2 separate regions of the Ovis aries genome follow, and region 1 is linked to region 2. The links are chromatin contacts, called in public Hi-C maps. All regions are on one chromosome and are shown on one strand. Each heading gives the region's core, a stretch centred on a gene start, on an enhancer-like site or on the middle of the called end of the contact. The rest is flanking DNA. Distances are from core to core; before and after follow the strand shown. Region 1 overlaps UVRAG (UV radiation resistance associated). Region 2 overlaps DGAT2 (diacylglycerol O-acyltransferase 2).

What was found. A called contact is a pair of places that touch in the nucleus more often than the background predicts.
Region 1: a contact with region 2 is called in a Hi-C map of liver, with 4 times the contacts expected there. The contact joins two enhancer-like sites. A contact is called at or near these places in 9 of 16 Hi-C or Micro-C datasets (blood, hypothalamus, liver and 4 more).

Annotation. Positions count from the first base shown.
Region 1 is chr15:54,044,534-54,047,233 of ARS-UI_Ramb_v3.0, reverse strand. The region is part of intron 2 of UVRAG (UV radiation resistance associated); the gene reads right to left. Among named protein-coding and RNA genes, the nearest start is that of UVRAG, 48 kb to the right of the region's middle. Within about 2 kb of position 1,278, at least 2 of the 54 cell types and tissues checked have an H3K27ac peak or open chromatin away from gene starts, as enhancers often do. A contact at or near this core is called in liver, where this site is marked.
Region 2 is chr15:53,976,666-53,979,365 of ARS-UI_Ramb_v3.0, reverse strand. DGAT2 (diacylglycerol O-acyltransferase 2) reads right to left here. Exons shown (of 8, transcript XM_027979550.3): 8 at 1-2,700. Among named protein-coding and RNA genes, the nearest start is that of UVRAG, 20 kb to the left of the region's middle. Within about 2 kb of position 1,320, at least 1 of the 54 cell types and tissues checked has an H3K27ac peak or open chromatin away from gene starts, as enhancers often do. A contact at or near this core is called in liver, where this site is marked.

The DNA of each region.
Region 1 (2,700 bases), core at 29-2,528, 68 kb before region 2:
TATGGCCCTTAAATATGAAGGACCACATTTAAGGGGTGGGATGATGGGCACAAAGAATACTTTATTCCAAAACTAATTAAAAGTCTTTGGAAAAGACAGTAGTCTTTTGAAGTTGTTTCTGTGGCTGAATAGATGGCCTGAATCAACATTTTAAACCAAAAGAACATTAATATAGAACTACTGTCAATCTTCTCATTACAATGACCTTCCTTTATAATTTTATAGAATAGCTGCCAGGCAACAACCAATCATTTCTGAGCTGGTCCACTCAGATACAGATATGGTCTGCCACATATTAAAGACTCCACTGCCTAATAATGTCATTGTAAAGATCTAGATGATTTTCTACATTTAACCTATACATATAAGCCCATGTCTAGATGGAACAAATTATTCAAGTACTAACATCATTTAGGGACCTATATCTTATTCACTGAAAGTACAGTGGCAGAATATTAGGATATTTATAGCTTTGAAAAATTCACCTCCAGGAGAATCTAAAATTATTATTTATTACCTGGGCAATTTCTCTAAAACACTGTCCAACTGATATTTATTAAAGGAACACATATACAGAAAGGTTTCAAAACACAAACAAGATGTCACTATTTTATCACTCAAAAACAAATTACAGTCACAAGAAACACAACTAAGAATTCATAAAAGCTGCTCCAACTTCCCCAAAACATACAAGATAACTCTCAGGAATGGCATACTAAATTCATAAGCAGTAATTATTACCCAGCCCAAAACTCTCTCTCCTTTGTCTCATTCACCTTTATTCATCCTTCATGTCTCAACTTAGGAATCCCTTATTGTAAGAGGCCTCTCCTGACCCCCCTCACCAAACTAAGATAAATGACATTCCTACATGTTCCCAAAGAAGCCTGTTCTTCCCTGGTCTTACAACTGCATGATGATGGAGTCTAACACAAAGTAGTATAAGATGGCTAAGCAAGAGGATCCAACTCCCTTCTCTCTCTCTCTCTCTCTCTCTCTCTCTCTCACACACAAAAATGAAATGTTAACTCAGTTCAATTAGAACATACACTTCTGTGACAACCCCTCAGGCCAGTAACTCATAAAAAATATTTCTATTGTCCAGTCAATTTTTTCCCAAAGATTTAAAAATATCTCAGGCACTCTCAATTCAAACAGAAGTTTTGGTTCTGATAACTCTGTCACATGCTTTCCCTAAAAGCACATGCTCTAGAACTTTGTTTATTCAGTTATAAGGCCTATCACTGACCTCTGTTAGACCTCTAAGAGACATCTAACCAGCAGAAGGGAGTGTGATGTAAGGGGGGCAGCACAATGCTGTGAAAGAGACGGGTTTCCAAACACACAGGAACTAGCTATCCTGCCACCATAAGATTTTTAATTTTCTTAATAAAAAAGAAAAACTTTTTCGTAAAAAATAAAATACGCAATAATTAACTTGATAATTATTAAAGATGGTGCACATGGGTTCACTGGGCTTCCCTGATAGCTTCAGTTGGTAGAGAATCCGCCTGCAATGCAGGAGACCCCGGTTCAATTCCTGGGTCAGGCAGATCCGCTGGTGAAGGGATAGGCTACCCATTCCAGTATTCTCAGACTTCCCTTGTGGCTCAGCTGGTAAAGAATCCGCCCGCGATGTGGAAGACCTGGCTTTGATCCTTGGGTTGGGAAGATCCCCTGGAGAAGGGAAAGGCTACCCACTCCAGTATTCTGGTCTGGAGAATTCCATGGACTGTATAGTCCATGGGGTCTCAAAGAGTTGGACACGACTGAGTGACTTTCACTTTCATGTGGGTTCATTAACCAATTCGCCTCTACTTTTATGTATGTACAAAACCCAATTTAGAGAATTTAGTTACTTCCATTCTTACCACTTCAATTATTTTAGTTTTTAATTAACCAATGGCCCTTTAATAATGTTAAGAATATTAATTTCCCCCTGAACCAAAAATCAACAAATAACGAGTCTGGAGGGTATGGTTAGCTGAACCCTGAGATAAGAAAGCTGAATTATACATTCACTACTAACTGTTCAATGCTAAATATATCTGAGAAGAAATCAGGACTCTGACATATAACTTGGAGACACAGCTCCACCATCTAGCCTGTCAACAGTGGATTATTCTAGTTAATGCAATGGACGCTGGACTTCACTGTGCTAGGGACATTAGAAAATAGAAAAATGAATAAGCTGGGGGTCCTTGTTCACTAGCTGCCCTCATGTGTTACCTCTCAAAAACTCGTTCCCATGCCATCCACCCCTTGACTACTATCTGCTATCTCTCCAGGTCATTTCCTCTGCTGTCCTGATTCTTTCTCCCTGTCTCCGTCACGCTTGTCAAAATCTCAAACCACTCACTCCACTCCGGCCACACTAACTTCTTAGCCATTCCTTGAAAACCTCAAGAACACGCCTTGTGGTTTCCTACTTCTTGGCCTGGAACAGTCTTCCCCTCTTAGATACAGCGTCGCTGTTGTTCAGTCACTAAATCGTCTCTGACTCTTCGCCACGCCATGAACCGCAGCACGCCCCCGTTCCCTGTCTACCACTATCTCCTGGAGTCTGCTCAAGTTCATGTTCATTGACTCGGTGATGCTATCTAACCATCTCATCCTCTGATACATGGCATGTTCCCTCATTTTTTTCAGCTATCTGCTCAAATGAGACCTTTCATGTGACTACCACAGAAATTCAGCCAC
Region 2 (2,700 bases), core at 71-2,570:
GTTGGGCAGCGTTTGCCTCAGACCTAGTCTCAGTGCCCCCTAGTGGCCATATCTGGGAACAACAAGCAGAACTTCGGAATTGACCTTCAGGCAGAGGGCATCACCGACTCAATGGACAAGAGTTTGAGCAAACTCCAGGAGCTGGTGAAGGACAGGGAACCCTGGAGTGCTGCAGTCCATGGAGTCGCAAAGAGTCGGACACGACTGAGCAACTGAACAACAACTGAGACGACAGCCCCACTCCCGCCGTCCATAGGCAGTGGGTCTTCTGGAAAAGGAGATTCCAGCTCGCTCTCTTAAGGTAACAACTCCCAGCCCAAGGCAATGTTCATAACATTTACCTAGAGTACCCCACACACAGCTTAGAGTGAGGCTAGCCTCTGCTCTGCACAGGTGACTGCTAGACAGACACCGTTGCTATTTGCAGGGGACTGATTATAGGATCTGCCACCCCTATTCCAATCCCTCCCCCAAATGAATAACATTTGAGCATACTCAAATCCCTCGTAAAAAATACAGTAGTACAATTGGCCCTACATATCTGCAGATGCAGGATCCATGGAAATGGAGGGCTGACCATATGTTGCCCCAGGTGAAGATGGCCCCTCCAACATTTGCAACCTCCTTATTGGCTTGTATTCTTAAGTAGAGATGGTGAATTTCTTGATGTAGAGTAGGTATTTAATCTTCACAAAATTAATGCTGAGAATACTGGGCTGTGTTTATAGGGGTAGCTTAGCTTAGTCTGACGGAGCCTAGAAAATCCCATGGGCGGAGAAGCCTGGTAGGCTGCAGTCCATGGGGTTGCGAAGAGTCGGACATGACTGAGTGACTTCACTGTCCCTTTTCACTTTCATGTATTGGAGAAGGAAATGGCAACCCACTCCATGGTTCTTGCCTGGAGACTCCCAGGGATGGGGGAGCCTGGTGGGCTGCTGTCTATGGGGTCACACAGAGTCGGACACGACTGAAGCGACTTAGCAGTAGCAGCAGCAGCAGCTTAGTCTGAAGCCAAATGCTGAGGGTCATGGCTAGGCTCAGGTTGGGGCTGGTATGGGAGATGCATCAGAAAACAGGCCTTTTCCCGATCCTAAAGGCAATGTCTGTTCTCTAACCCAGGCTCAGTGTCCTGAGGCCTAAGACCTGCCTGGAGCCACAGAATCCAGTCTCTGTTGGCCCCTCCAGGGCACCTCCTCTCTGCCCTGCCTGCCTCCCCATGGAAACACTCCGGAGAAGCCAGCTCCCTGCCCTTCCATGAGAAGCCCCTTGCAGACCTCTACTGTCACCTCTAGGTGGTTCAGATCAGGAGCCTCTCTGGTCTGCACTTTGCTACTTTGCCCTTCCTGGCAAATTTCCAGTCACCCATTAAGTCCCAGCTCAGGCTGGGGCCCCAGCTCACCAAGGACCACCAGGGTTGGACTAGAGGCCTCTCTGTCACAGCTCTGACCACTCTGAGTATCCTCAGCTGTTTCCAGCGTTTGTTTGTTTCTGCTCCCAAGCTCATAGCTTGTGGCAAAGAGAAATGGTCCCTGAGGTAAATGGTTGGGACAGGCATTGCATGCGTGCATGCTAAGTCACTTCAGTCTTGTCAGACTCTGTACGACCCTATGGACCCTAAACTGCAGGCTCCTCTGTGTCTGGGGTTCTCCAGGCAAGAATACTGGAGTGGGCTGCCAGTCCCTCCTCCCGGGGATCTTCCAGTCCCAGGGATCGAACCCACGTCTCCTGCATTGACAGGCAGGTTATTAGTGCCATCCAGGAAGCCCCAGGACAGGTGTTAGGCAGTGGAAAATGAGAAGTTCCCTTAGCTCAAGTGGGAAAGATCCCAAAAAGTATTCGGTACTCATTGAACTGAATGGAATTAGAATAGAGAGCCAGCATCTTGTGAGATCCAGGTGTGCATGAAATCACTAGATGCCAGCAGGCCAGGCCTTAGTTGTGGTATAACTAAGGCCAGAAGCAAGGAGCATGGTTGAGTGATCCATATGGACCTTTCTAGCTCAGCTATTCCAAGACCTTACTGCAGGAGAGTAGCCTTTCCCAGGGGAGGTAGGCAGCTGTGAAGGGGGCTCCAGTGAGCCCTGCCCCCTGGTGTTCACTGTGTGTTGTGTAATCCTCACGAGTACGAGTGGGACGTAGTGACTTCCATCTAAAGAAGAATATGGCAAAAGTGATAGGTTGTCACTACTGAGATTAGATTATAGAAGACTATGGTTTCTATGATGCTGAAGATGAAACTCCAATACTTTGGCCACCTGATGTGAAGAACCGACTCATTGGAAAAGACCCTGATGCTGGGAAAGATTGAAGGTGGGAGGAGAAGGGGATGACAGAGGATGAGATGGTTGGATGGCATTACCGACACGATGGACATGCGTTTGAGTAAGCTCCGGGAGTTGGTGATGGACAGGGAAGCCTGGTGTGCTGCAGTCCATGGGGTTGCAAAGAGTCAGATACAACTGAGGGACTGGACTGAACTGAACTGATGTTTCTGTTTGAACTCTGGTTCTTCTTGCTTACTCTCTCTGATGCAGCCAGCTGCCATGCTGTGAGCTACTCTACCAAAAGGCCCATGTGGCAAGGAACTGGGAGTGGCCTCCAGTCAAAGCCAGTGAGAAGTGAATCCCACCAGCCGTCAAAAGAATGACCTTGGGAAAAAAAAAAAGAATGACCTTGGAAGTGGATCCTCCCCAGGTTGAG